2 separate regions of the Mus musculus genome follow, and region 1 is linked to region 2. The links are chromatin contacts, called in public promoter capture Hi-C maps. All regions are on one chromosome and are shown on one strand. Each heading gives the region's core, a stretch centred on a gene start, on an enhancer-like site or on the middle of the called end of the contact. The rest is flanking DNA. Distances are from core to core; before and after follow the strand shown.

Region 1 (2,700 bases), core at 192-2,691, 720 kb after region 2:
AACATGGTGGCTCACAACCATCCGTAATGAGATCTGATGCCCTCTTCTGGAGTTTCTGAAGACAGCTACATTGTACTTACATATATAATAAATAAATCTTTAAAAAAAAAAAACTGCCATGAGAGCAGGGAATGGTGGCACAGCACACCTGTGAGGATCAGGAGTTCAAGTTCATTCTTAGCTACAGTGGGGACATCCTTTGTCACATGAGTCCCTACCAATCAGCTAACCAACCAAAACCGAAACCAAAGTAAACATCTGCTGACGACCTGAGTGTGGTGGTGTATATCTATAACTCCAGCCCTTGAAAACCTGAGACAAAAGAATTGCTTACAAGGTCGAGGACAGCCTGGGCTATATGGTGAGACCTAGTTTAGCTTGGACTATAAAGTGAGAGTTGTGTTAAACAAAACATAAATGCCACTTGATGTTCACAAAGCTAAGGGTTAGAGACAGGCAGCAGATACAGATGTATACATACCACTATTTCCAGGTAGGAAAAAGCTACCTGGAAATTTGGTGAAGGATGGATGTTCAGAGTTCAGAGGATGGTTGTTGAGGGGGGAAAATTGAAAAGAAGTTTAGTTATCTGTGAAATCTTGGTCTACCCAAAGCTTCAATCACTCCAGAAAAGTAAATGGAATATCCCACTAGCCCAAGAGGTTTGAAGTTTGTATACACATCTTTTAGTTATGTTAGTTTTGTAATTCAGCCTGTCCTTCTGACTGAAGCAAAGTTTGCTATGGTATATTCACAAAAGTAAATGTATGAGGAAATACTTTTGTTGTATAGCTGGATTCGGAAAAAGAGCCATTCTGTAGAGAAGAAATATTATATTTGAGCAGTGGTTCTCAACCTTCCTAATGCTGTGACCCTTTGATACAGTTCTTGTGGTGACTCCCAACCATAAGATTATTTCATTTCTATTTCTATAACTGTACTTTTGCTACTGTTATTAATCACAATATAAATATCTGACATACAGAATATCTTGATATGTGACCCCTGTGAAAGGGCAATTTGATATCCAAGGGGGTCACAACCCTCAACTTTGAGACTGCTGTGTTAGAGGGAGGACATTTGTGCTGCTGAGACTAAATATCTGGCCCAAAGCTAAACTTCAAGGCATCCTTTTGGACACTCTAGTCTGGAGAACTGAATGACTCCAATTCAAGAGCTGCAAACACTAAAGGGGAATGGGTTGGCATCCAGATTACAGAGGTAACAAGAAAGTTCCCTGAGGAACATAAAGTGAAGTAAGGAAGGAGGGGTGGAAACAGAGCAGCAGTCTCAAGCAGAAGTCAGTGAAGGAGCTTGGAGGAGGGGGAGGGAGGATCTGAGGGCTCACCCTTCTCTCTGTCCTCACAAACCCTCTATGACTCTCCCTTGCTCTGTGATGCAGACCTAGGCCTACAGTGAGGCCCATGCAATCTCAGAACTCATATACCTCAGGCATCCATGAGACTCAGTGTATGGAGAACATCCTCTCTTTTCTAAATAGATCATGGTTAGGCTTTGGATCAGCATTCTTGGATATTGGCTCCAATTACATCTTTCTGAGTGGAGTTTGGTCTATTCTTCTATACCTGTGGTATTTGATACTGAAACAATTCTTCCCACCACCTTGGAAAAGTCAGGACATCAAAAAGGTGAGGATGTATGATGAACCCCCAAGAGATATTTTTTATTGATGTACTACAGAACTCAATGAGTACTGGATTTAGTACTGGATGAGCCTGTCTGTCTCAGAAACATGACTGATATGGGACACTGGGGAGAGAAAAAAACATTGCTGTCCTAGGGCATGAGTCCTGGCATGGGAGGAATACAGAGAGGACTAAAGTTTTCACTTAAATATTCAAAGGAGAATAGCTTCTCCTGCTGAACACCTGAATGAGAATCCCAGGCTTATTTCTCACCCTGCATGTAGATTTACCCAACAATCAGCCAGGTTGAGCTGGTCAGGAAAGCAGTGCTGACTTCTTGAAGGCTCTGAGAAGAACCTGAAACTCAAGCTTTGTCCCACTGGACAATCCTGTCTCCAGAAAAGCACAGATGTTGCTGCTGGCCTCAACTTTCTAACTGATAACTCCAAGTATAGCTCTTACAGACAAAATTCTCCTTTAATTTCCCAAAGAAGGAAAAAGAAAACATCAGGTCACCTCCAAAAGTTAATTTAAGAAAGAACTAAATTTCATTAACTGAACAAATGTCATAATAATCTTGGTTTATGAAATCTGGGTTTCTTCAGAAAATAAACATGAGGGAAAATTCTAACACCTTGTTCATTTCTCTATGTCCACAGTACCAGGGCTCAGCTAACAAAGAAAGGAGGAAGTCACTTAAAGGTAGGTATCTATCTGCTGGATCTCCTCTTCCCAGTTTACCATCCTGTCATTTCCATAAGGTCTTAGGTCTATGATCTGAGGATGTAAAGTTGCCAGATAATTAACTGACAAGAAATAGTTCTCAAAGGAGAGACTCACTGGAAGGCAGCGTGATAAACATACCAGAGTCAGTTCCCTCTCTGCACTCCTGTGGACATGAAGCTGACATGCACTATCAGGAGAGTGTGTTCCATGTATACAGTGAGCACTGGATAAGTCCAGGGAGCACTACGTGTTTGTTTGGTTGTTTGGTTGGCTGGTTGTTTTAGAGCCACACATTCCTGCCTTCTGGTATGATACACATGCTTAACAT
Region 2 (2,700 bases), core at 72-2,571:
ATACACACATAAACGCACACATACACACACACTGGGAAATGTAATCAGTTATGAAGAATGAGGTAATGTTTATGAACTGCAGGAAATGAGTGGAAATGGACATTATGCCAAGTCAAACAAGCCACAGACAGACAAATATAGTATTGTTTTCTCTCACATGCAGAACTAGGCTTAAGTTTATATGCACATATTTATGTAGAGTAGAAAGGGTGTTGTGAGGATGAGGTCTAGATGCATGAGGGAATGAGAGGGTAAAGGAATATTAAGAAGACAAAGATGACCAGTGTGGCTCTGGAGGAGGGAAGCAGCAAGAAGGGGTGACCACATATAATAACAGAATAGGCATGTATGAAAATATCACGAGACCCATTTCTCTTTATGCTGAGTAACTTATGCCAACAATATTAAAAATGTTTACAACGCAAAGATGCTTCAGTGTATTATAAACAAAAGGAATAGAAGGGCAGGCAGAAGTTTTTAATTTTTTCCTCACTCATCCTGTAAATGTGTGCTGAAAATAGATCTTAGTTTTACAAATGCCCAGTGTCTTCAGTTACAAAGCTCTTCTGGCGACTGAAGAAAAACGCAAAGCTGCACTTTTAATATACGTTACATTTTCCTATAATGGATTACTATTTGGGTTGTAAACACAGTTGCTGTCTGTGTTTTGATTTTTTGCGTTCTTACGCAACATTTTGACACAGGCATTTTTACCAGGTAAAATTATGGTAGTCCGATCCCAAGAGGGCGCAAAAGAGCGCATTAGGACAGAAATAGACCCCCGTGGGTCTCAGCAGCCCCAGAGGATGAAGGAGGGGCCACCCACCCACAGCTCACCCCCACTGCATCGGCCGCTGTTGCTCACTCGGGAAACTTACTCGGAGGACGCTCTTGGGGATTTTGGCCAGATCTTCGACATATTCTTTACAGACGTAACACAAGAAATGCTGAAAGGCAACCATGCAGAAGAGCACGTCAACAAGGTAGCAGCCAGGTTCCAGAAGGTCCGGGCGGTCGGTTCCAGGCGAGGTGCTGCACCCGCCGCGGCCCAGGATCTGGGCGGCCAACGAGAGGCACTTCCCCTCCCGCCCTACCCGTGCTCACCCTCACAAACACCACCACGGCTCGCCGCTCTCGGAACAGCGCTCCGAACGTCACCCGTCTCCCAGACGCGTCCAGCACGGGCAGCTCCGCTACGGCGGCCGCTAGCGGCTGCCCGCGCTCTGTGACCGAGCCAGCCGGGCTCGGGACCCGGCCTGCGCAGCCGCTGACCTGCCGCGTCACCGGCGCGGCCATCGCGGAGGAGGGCGACCGCTCAGGTCAGCCACCGACCGCGGGGGGCGGGGTTAAGGGGGAGGGGCGGGGCTGAGACTGGAAAGGCGGGGTCACGAGGGTGAGGAGGGGACTGGAGGCGGGGCCACGCGGGGCCGACCCTTCGGAGGCGTGGCCACAAGGGACGCTACGGAGCTACAGAAGGAAAACACTCCAAACCGTTCTTCCAGTTTGAATACCAAGGGAGGGGACAGTGCTATGGGAGGTGCGGCTGAGGCACTCCCTCTTTCTACTGCCTACAACACTTTCCAATAAAAATCATATTCTTTACAGTCGTAACACAGGAAATGCTGAAGAAGGACTGGAAAGATAGATCAGGGGTTAACAGCCCTGGCTTATCTGGTAGAGAACCAGGGGGTTCAGTTTCCAGCATCCACATAGCAGCTCACAACTCTAGTCTCAGGGTATCTGATACTCTGGCACCCACAGTAGGCACTGTTCAGAGTGCCTACTGCTCTGAAAGAGGACCCAAGTTAGATTCTCAGTTCCCACATCAAATGTTCATAACTGCCTGTAACTCTTGACACTTTCTTGGGGATTCTGCAGGCATCTGCACTCACACAGAAAGAGTGACAGAGGAATGGAGAGAGAGAGACAGAGGAGGAGTGGGTGGGGAGGAAGAAATTAAAAATAACAGTTCATTAAAATTTTTAGATTAATAGCTGAGGCTGTGGTGGTGCACGCTTTAATTCCAGCACTTGGGAGGCAGAAGCAGGCAGATGGCTGAATTCGAAGCCAGCCTGGTCTACAAGACAGGTCTAGGACAGCCAGGACTACACAGAGAAACCCTGTCTCAAAAAAAAAAAAAATAACAAATAAAACTTAAATTACATTTTATTTATTTTGTGTGTGTGTGTGTTGTCTCTTTGTGGGTATATACAAGTTCCTCTTGTGTGTGGAAGTCGAAGGACTTTTGGAAGTTGGCTCTCTGCTTCCATCGTGTGGATCCCAAATATTGAACTCATGGCAAGTGCATTTATCTACAGTGCCATCTCCCAGGCCCAGCACCTGGCATTTGTAATCACCGCCTTACATTTCCCATTCTGTATTCCCTTTTCCCAGAGAAGCCACTTCAGCTGGTTGTGGGTCTTTACCCGATACAGTGACCAAACTCATTTCCATTGTCTTTAAACATTCTATGGGACAGCCTGTTTTCCAGACACTTCCTTAGTCCCCTGTTCTCCTCAGTAATCAGGACCAGTCATTGTAGGCAGAGCAGTAAGTCCCTTCTATGCCTGTTTCTTCAAAGGAGACCACAGAAACAAATAAAGCACGCACAAAGAGTGCATACAAGAAAGAATTCCTAACACAGTTAAGGCTTCTATCCTGTAGGTGGGTTCTATTTGAGTCAACCTTTGATCTCGGTAA

The links. Promoter capture Hi-C pulls out the DNA fragments that hold promoters and counts their contacts.
Region 1: a promoter capture Hi-C map of stem cell-derived epiblast-like cells shows a contact between it and region 2, with 3 times the contacts expected there. The contact joins the promoter of Spata31d1c here to the promoter of Prxl2c in region 2. A contact is called at or near these places in 5 of 39 promoter capture datasets (cranial neural crest, embryonic stem cells, hippocampal neurons and 2 more), 2 of 115 datasets of contacts at active chromatin or transcription factors (bone marrow-derived macrophages and embryonic stem cells) and 1 of 9 other capture datasets (liver).

The regions. Positions count from the first base shown.
Region 1 is chr13:65,031,617-65,034,316 of GRCm38.p6, forward strand. Spata31d1c (spermatogenesis associated 31 subfamily D, member 1C) reads left to right here and starts at 1,442. Exons shown (of 4, transcript NM_001083890.2): 1 at 1,442-1,649; 2 at 2,306-2,348. The coding sequence starts at 1,473.
Region 2 is chr13:64,311,389-64,314,088 of GRCm38.p6, forward strand. It overlaps Prxl2c (peroxiredoxin like 2C), which reads right to left and starts at 1,322. Exons shown (of 6, transcript NM_025370.3): 1 at 1,105-1,322; 2 at 879-947. The coding sequence starts at 1,296.